3 separate regions of the Mus musculus genome follow, and all the other regions are linked to region 1. The links are chromatin contacts, called in public HiChIP or PLAC-seq maps. All regions are on one chromosome and are shown on one strand. Each heading gives the region's core, a stretch centred on a gene start, on an enhancer-like site or on the middle of the called end of the contact. The rest is flanking DNA. Distances are from core to core; before and after follow the strand shown.

The links. HiChIP or PLAC-seq counts read pairs in DNA pulled down with a chosen protein or histone mark.
Region 2: a contact with region 1 is called in an H3K4me3 HiChIP or PLAC-seq map of pro-B cells, with 4 times the contacts expected there. The contact joins the enhancer-like site here to the promoter of Fam161b in region 1. A contact is called at or near these places in 1 of 39 promoter capture datasets (hippocampal neurons), 2 of 484 Hi-C or Micro-C datasets (CD4 T cells and embryonic stem cells), 3 of 115 datasets of contacts at active chromatin or transcription factors (embryonic limb bud, embryonic stem cells and pro-B cells) and 4 of 9 other capture datasets (adipose tissue, embryonic stem cells, liver and 1 more).
Region 3: an H3K27ac HiChIP or PLAC-seq map of embryonic stem cells shows a contact between it and region 1, with 12 read pairs. The contact joins the enhancer-like site here to the promoter of Fam161b in region 1. A contact is called at or near these places in 3 of 39 promoter capture datasets (embryonic stem cells, liver and stem cell-derived epiblast-like cells), 4 of 115 datasets of contacts at active chromatin or transcription factors (bone marrow-derived macrophages and embryonic stem cells) and 4 of 9 other capture datasets (adipose tissue, embryonic stem cells, liver and 1 more).

What each region holds. Positions count from the first base shown.
Region 1 is chr12:84,360,565-84,363,093 of GRCm38.p6, forward strand. Fam161b (family with sequence similarity 161, member B) reads right to left here and starts at 1,264. Exons shown (of 9, transcript NM_001358283.1): 1 at 1,128-1,264. The coding sequence starts at 1,181. It overlaps Coq6 (coenzyme Q6 monooxygenase), which reads left to right and starts at 1,404. Exons shown (of 12, transcript NM_172582.3): 1 at 1,404-1,673. The coding sequence starts at 1,487.
Region 2 is chr12:84,174,486-84,177,014 of GRCm38.p6, forward strand. All of the region lies in intron 1 of Mideas (mitotic deacetylase associated SANT domain protein), which reads right to left. Among named protein-coding and RNA genes, the nearest start is that of Gm40475, 13 kb to the left of the region's middle. RefSeq lists an enhancer at 1,206-2,258. Within about 2 kb of position 1,271, at least 414 of the 459 cell types and tissues checked have an H3K27ac peak or open chromatin away from gene starts, as enhancers often do. A contact at or near this core is called in adipose tissue, embryonic limb bud, embryonic stem cells and 4 more, where this site is marked.
Region 3 is chr12:84,533,103-84,535,631 of GRCm38.p6, forward strand. No RefSeq gene overlaps it. Among named protein-coding and RNA genes, the nearest start is that of Vsx2, 35 kb to the right of the region's middle. Within about 2 kb of position 1,264, at least 17 of the 459 cell types and tissues checked have an H3K27ac peak or open chromatin away from gene starts, as enhancers often do. A contact at or near this core is called in embryonic stem cells, where this site is marked.

The DNA.
Region 1 (2,529 bases), core at 14-2,513:
AAGAACATGTGATCTAGAGCAAAACTCTCTCCTTCCCCTGCCCCTCTCTCTCTGTTGTGACAGGGTCAAAGGGCGACCTTGAACTCCTTATCCTTCTGCTTTAGTAATTTGAGTTGTTGGGATTACAAGTTTGAGCCATAATGCTGGCTCTTTCGTTTTAAAAACAACTTTATTGAAACACAATGTCCATAGTGTACAAGTGAGCCATTCAAAGCGTACTCTCCTCCAGTTTCTAAAACAGCCAGGGTCATCTAGCAATCACAGTAGAAGTCAGACCATTTTCACCATTCCTCTAAAGCAGTGTCCTCAACTGTTCTAATGCATCGACCCTTTAATACAGTGTTTCATGTGGTGGTGAGCCCCAACCATAGTCATTTTCATTGTTAATACTGTAATTTTGCTACTGTTATGAATTGTAAGGTAAATATCTGATATGCAGGATGATCTTAGGTGAAACAGATTGAGAATCTCTGCTCTGAAGCACCAGTGTAGCATTTAATTGTCACTTATATCCCTTAACCCTCCCACATCTTCCTCTCAACCTGTCAGCCCTAGGCAACTACCAGCCTACTTTCTGTTTTCAGAGATTTCGGGGCAAATTGCTTAACCCATCTCTTTTCTTTTCTAGAAAATGGGTTTGAGAGGATACAACACATTAAACACATTCAGTTTAATGAATTTTAATATATTTGAAGAGCTGCGTTTCGGTGCGTTTTCCTTACTCTAAAACGACAACAAAAACCTTGGAAGCTTTTAGAAGTCTCTCCTCACCTCCTCAGCCCTTTTAGAAGTCTCTCCCTGTTTCTCCTCACCTCAGCCCCATGCAATGACGCGCCCCCTAGATTTGCCTTTTCTGGATAATCATATTAAGATAGAGATCGCTTTTAAGATTTTCAAGGTTAATTCGTGGTTTGTTATTAGTACGATTCCTGATATCAGAGCCTGGTACAAGACACAAAAGACCCACGTCCCCCAAGACTGGTTCTCTAAGTGCCCAAGCGCTGCCAATTTTAATTCTTCGCCCTTTGATGACACGCCCCTGACTCTGTCTCCACGGCAACGCTAAACAGTTTCCACTCTTGAGGATTCCTTGCTGAGGCATCCGACTTCCTCCTTTCTCCACTCACCTCACGGCTCCACTCGGCGCACTCAGGACCTCCCGCAGTCCTCCCCACAGTCATCTTCCTAACTAGAGAGAGAGAGAAGCAGAGGTGAAAGCAGCAGTGACAACCGTGACAGCGGCGCCGGCGGTTAGGTACTGCTAGCCACGCCCCTTCATGGCTTTAGCCTTGGATTGGCTTCCAGTCTTTAGTCTGTTCCGCCCAATGAGGCAAGAGCGTCTTCTGATTGGATAATTTTCTTCAACTATTTTATTTCCGGTTTTGAAGACAGGGCTAAAACCACACAAGGTTGACGACTGCCCCGGAAGCACTTTCCAGGACCTATCAGGGAGAAGTCCCGGGCGCGGGCGCAGGCAGGAGTCATTATGGCGGCCCGCATTGGCTCCATGGCAGGCTTGCTCTGCGTTCGCTGGTGGAGTTCCGCGCAGCTCGCAGCCAGAGGAGGCCCGCTAGTTGCCAGCCAGCGATGGGCGGGCTCCTCGGCAGACACCGTGTACGACGTGGTGGTGTCAGGAGGAGGCCTAGTGGGCTCTGCCATGGCTTGTGCCTTAGGTAGGTGCATCTCGACCGCGGGCTGGAGGATCTGGGCTGTGGAGGGACGGTACTCACAGTGGAGGTCGGGACGCTGTCCAGACACCTAACGTGCCTGACCTGGTGCTTTGCTCACTGTCCTTCCAGGGGAGTCCTCGGGAATGGCATGGGTTCTGCGGGATCACAAGTGGGCGGGCCTTTCTAAGTCAGTCTGACCCTTGAGAACTGTCCAGGATTGTTTATGAGCACCTCGAGAGGCATCGGGCTTTGTAGTATCGGATGGTAGATCGGATTGACCTCGAAATCACAGAGATCATCTTCCTCAGTCTTCTGAGTGCTGGGATTAAGGCCCGCGCCCCCACTCCTGGTCTTAAAGCTGCTTTATTAAGATAACATTCATCTAGTTATAAGTGCTCCCACTTAAAGCGTACAGTCCAATGAGTTTTTAGTATTTTTGCAGAGCTATTCAGTACCTACAATAAGTTTTATTACCGTTTCCTTACTTTATAAAAAACCAAAAAGCAAAAAAATAAAAAAAGACTTGGAATTCATTAGATGTCACTCTCCACACTTCTGCTCACCTTCTCAGCCCTACAGACTCTCCTACTTTCTGTCTATAGATTTACCTTTTCCGGATAGTTCTATGTAGTTGGAGATATACTCTGTTTTAAAGGTTAATCCAGGTTGGAGTCTGTATCAGACAGCTTTTGTTTTGAGAGCTGATGCCATCCTCAATTGTGTTGAAAGTATGCTTGGTTTTCACTTTTGGCCTGTAAAGGAATGATGCTAGTAGGGACATTCTGTGTGCAAACTTTGGTGTGAACAGTGTTGATCATCTCGAGGCTATTCTCTAGTGAAATCTCTGGGTTATGTGGCA
Region 2 (2,529 bases), core at 21-2,520, 190 kb before region 1:
CCCCTGCCTCAAGTCACTCATGGGGGCCAGGGATCATGGGGCAGCTGCCAGCAAGACAGCAGGATCAGGTGTCCTCGCTCTTCCTGTCCCACCACCTCCTGGCTAGACTCTCGTCTGCTGCATTTGGTTGTGTAACTCGGAACCCTCTAAAGACACAGACCAAGGGGCCAAGTGGGGCTGACATGTTGCCTAAGCTCCAAGTCAAACGGGGAAAAGGGAAAGCAAAAGCCAAACTGAGAACCTTGTCCTATTAAACTATAAACTAGGCTGGGGCACAGTGCAGCCCAGGTCTGTTCCTTCCCACATGACTGTCTACACAATAGCTCCAGACCCAGAAGAATTCCCCTAAGGTCACTGCTCCCCTCCACCTAAAGAAGAGCAAGTTAGGGGACAGGGACTATTCCCAGCATAGCCACCCATCCTCTGTCACACCAGGCTCTTGCAAAGCCCACAGGGCCCATAGAGTTAGGCTTGCAGCCTTTTATGCCGAAGCACGTAGGTGAGGCCCCACCCCTGGGAAGAGTTGCTGGGTGGGGCTCTGGCTGCTGAAATCTTTCTCAAACTAACACAGAACCTGTTTTGCAACCCTGGCTGGATGTGGGCCCAATTTAGTCTAGTAGCTGGTCAGCAGCTGTTGCTGGCTACCACCGCCGTCCCCTCCACTGTTAAAGAGTGCCTAGCCAGAGCAGAGTCTAACTCAAATAGGAACGGTGCAGAGTTCTAGACCTCAGGCCCTCGAGACTGCCTATGATGGAAAGTGTTCAGTTGTTTTGCTTTGCCATATTTTGAGGATGGTGTTGCTGGGATAGGGGCTTTATTCATGCTAAGCACATGTTGAACAAGTGAGCCAGACTCCCCACCCCACTCTAAGCTGATGTCTAAAGTGACAGTTACACTGACATTGCTACAGAATAGAATCCAGGCCTGTATTTTACAACATGCATAGCTGCTTGCTGTGTTGTTAAGTTTTTGTTCTTCAGATAAAATTTTGTTTATTTGTTTAGTTAGTTTGTCTCCCTCTGGGAAGTTGGTAAGAGTAGGAGGTATACAAGCCCACCTCTTTGCCAAGACTCTGACCCTGGGTCACTAAGGTGGAAAGGCTAGAGGTGGGCAAGGATGAATCTGCAGATCCTGGTAGGCTCAGATACCACAGAGATTATGATAGCAGGTGGGGCAGTTCCCAGAAAACCAGCAGCAAAGAACAGACCTGGCGTCATAAGTCCTGCCCACGAGAAGCCCCGCCCACACCGAGCCCCGGTTCTCCTCCCAGGCTCTCCGTGCTATCGCTGCTCCGCACGTTTCCGCAGCTCCAGCCCGGGCTCCCTCCCGGACTGGCCTGCCTGCCTGCCAGCCTGGCCGCTTGACTCACTGGAGGCCCCCTCCCTTTCTTTCACTTTCACCCAGCACCCAGAAGGGGAGCAACTTCCTCCACCATTTCCTTCCTCAGCTCCTGGGCCTGGTAGACAGCGCGAGCTTTAGCCCAGGAGAACGGCGAGAGAGCTCTAAGTCCGTGCACTCCTTTGTTTTCATTTGTGGAAATCGCAGGGACAGACGGACTGAGGACACTGAGTCACCCTAGCACCAGCAGGAAGGGAAGGATTTGGACAAGCGCTCAGGGCTGGAGACCCTCTTTGAACAAATCTTTCTCATGCTTTTTAAACCCCCTTCCTTGGGTAGCCAGACCAATTCACAACAGAGAACTGAAAGCCAGCCAGAGATGGAAAATCCCCTGGGGCCTCCATGATGAAGCTGAAGGGTGGGACTTCGAGTTCCACCTCTCCGAGGGAGACCCAAGCCTGGCAAAACTAGAAATACGTGTGTGTGTGTGTGTGTGTGTGTGTGTGTGTGTGTGTGTGCGCGCAGCAAGGCAGAGGAAGAAAAAAAAAAGGCAGGGAGGAGACAGGACAGAGGGAAGCCCAGCAGGCCACGTGCCTCTAGGGAGCTGCAAGCTCAGGGATGCTCACAGGCACTCAGGATGCCTGTCGCCTGGGAGTCACAGCATGGGCTTTGGGGGCCTGCAACAGGGGAAGGCCCACGTGGCAGGCAGGCATGGGTGCACGTGCAGACAGGTTCCTGTCAGAGGGGGCCTAGGCAGGGGATGGCTATTCAGTGCCCGGCTTGGGGGTTTAGAGGGCAGAAGGCGGAGTCTGGGTCCGGAGCTCCAGAATATGGAAGCTCTTGCCCATGGGTGTGTGCGGTAGCAGGGGAGATTAAATCTGAGGGTGGATCAAGCTGTTTTTCTTCCTACCCTGCACACCAGGGAGAGCCCATCAACTCAGCATATACCATGATAGGGGAGACTTGCTCTGAACAAGAGGCTGGTTTGGGGAACGGTGGAATCACCCCATAAGCTTCCTGCTGCAGAAATCCCCACAACTCCCTGGCCTGCCAAGCAGGAGGCAAACGTGCAGGCCTAAGAGAAGAGGAAGCTGGAAGGACCACCATGGCAGCCAAGCTCTAAGTAGCCCTAATAATAACAATGTAGCCGGCTTGTCTGTGTCAAGAGTGTCCAAAGTACTTTGTATTTTT
Region 3 (2,529 bases), core at 14-2,513, 170 kb after region 1:
CCTTCATGTCTGCCTCTTCCCCTGTGGACTGACCCCAGTCTCTCTTGGATGATCTCTTTAAACACACACACACATACACACACACACACACACACACACACACACACACGTAGCCTATTTGCCCACGCATAACTGGCTGTATTCTGTGTGACTCAGAAGGTTGGCTGGTAGATAAAGGACATTCTGATTCCTCCAGGATTGCAACCCATTTCCAACAGGAACACTTGGGGTGATACAGTGATAAACTTAATCATAGCCAGGGTCAAAGGATGTAAGGAGAGTTTCCTGGGGTATCTGAAACTCAAGTTCTAAACAGAATTTCTCCATCTTCATTTTGATCTACATGTGATATTGTTGGGAGTGACCTCCCGTAACCAGAAAGTGCTCAATTATATAGAATCAAAGGCGCCAAAAGTCTCAGAGTGACTGTTTTTCCACCATCCCTGTGTGAGACACCATGGTAACAAATGTTAAGTCCAAATGTGCTAAGTCTCCCACTGTAGCAAATAACACTTCTGGAATTTGCTGGAGTCGTGAGGTGTGTCCTTGCCCCATGTGGGAATCAGTGCAGGGCATATCTTACCGTTGTATGGCTACCTGACAGGGCCACTAAACGAGGACTTGGTGCCTTTTTTTTTTCCTGCTCACATTTGTTAAAATTATTGACACTTTCAGGAAAAATACGGTAGCCTTGGAGTAATTAGTGCCGAGTACCATCTCCACCCCTCCCCCGCAGCCTCCACTTTGTGAAGTAACCTCTGGCTAGCAAGGGTACTTGGGAAATGCAGTGGTTGACTCAGCAGACAATGCTGAGAACCACTTGGAGGGAAGTATTTTCCATGACCTTGGCAGGGTTCTGAGCTGGCACTGGCTTCCCATGATGCCAAATCACCATGGCACAGCTTTTCCTCCTGGTAGTTTCTGAGCATCGATGTTATTCAGGTCACTACCCTGGAATGCATTTCCTGCTTTATTCTATGTCCCTGGTCCTTGCTCCATACCCCTCCACAGTGCTCCGGGTGCTTTTCCAGGTATGAGCTTGGTCAGGTTCTCATTCCCTTCTCAGGGCTTAACAGGCCCCACTGGGGCCTCAGCCTCCACCCTCAGAGAGCAGCCTGGCCTGACCAGCCTGAGGTCTCAGGTCAAATGAGGCTGAAGGTCACATCCTGGTGCCTTCCTGGATGCAGCCAAGCCTCAGGGACAGCGGCCTGAGCTCTTAACTCCACACAAAGGAACAGCAGGGAAGAATCAAGTTAGAAGAGTGATGAGCATGTGAGCCAGCCCAGAGCCAGAAATAGTCTACAGAATATGGGGTGGCTCAGAGGGAAGCAAACCCCAGAGCTCTTCATTCATCCTAGCCTCCTGCCCCATCTGCCACTGTTGCTTTGCCTCCACCTTTGAGTGAGTGAGAGAGAGAGAGTGTGTGTGTGTGTGTGTGTGTGTGTGTGTGTGTGTGCACGTGATCATGTCTGCCTGTGCATAGGTCAGAGAGCACTGTTGGATGTCTTTCTCCATTGCTTCTCCAAGCCTGAGGAATCTTGTCCCCACCTTCCTAGTGCTGAGACTGCAGGCATGCCCCGCTAGGCCTGGATTTTTACATGGGTCCTGGGACTCCAACTCAGGTCTCTGCAAGATGAGGTGTCTGGTGGAAAAGACAGGAAAGAAGCAGGAAGACTAGGCCTTGTCCTGAGACATAACAGCCAACCCCAACCTGGGGCATCAAGCCCCGACACCTGGGTAGGCTCTGGGGGATCCTGAGGAGGTTTGACCCATACATCAGTAGAAACAGATGACAAGATGAGAATAGTAAATCCTAAGGTGGCCACATCTGCTCCCCTCCTCTGCCAGAATGTGTTTACCAAAAAGGTCAAGTCACAAAGAGAGCAACATGGCGGACTTGTGTAGCTCTGAGTCCTGCCTGGCCATTACCATAGCTATGAGGCTTTCAGCCAGATGAGAGGGGTGGCTGGATCCGATGATCCCTCCAAAGGAAGAGGGGAGCACTCCAGAAGGGAGGATGGCTGAGGCAGTTGTGACTATGGGAGGACTGTAGTGCAGGCGACACTCTCCAATCTTACCAAAGATTGATGCAAATTGGTTTGGCTCTGACCCTGTCACACCAGGAAGGATAATGATTCCAGCACAGGCGGGGGGGGGGGGGGGGGGGGGCTGTGAGGATTGGTGGCTCACTTCATGTCTTCATTAATGATCTGAAAGACTGGGGTAAACAGCATGCTAATGAAACCTGCGGATGATTGGTGTTACCAACCCCAGAGAGGACAGGAAAATCGCACAGCAAGACCCAGAGAGCTTAGAAATATGGGCCGGCGATTGTCAAATGATTCGTCCTAGGAAAATGAAAGTAGACACGTCAAGGAGAAATGATGGAGGTGCCTCTGGGTGCGGGGAGGACTGCGAGCCTGTGAAGCAGAGATGGGTGGCAGGGTTGGAAGGTTAAGTAAGGGGACAAGAGTGCAGGAAACATGGAAGATCCAGCCTCGAGGACCCAGGGACAAACACAGCACCCGG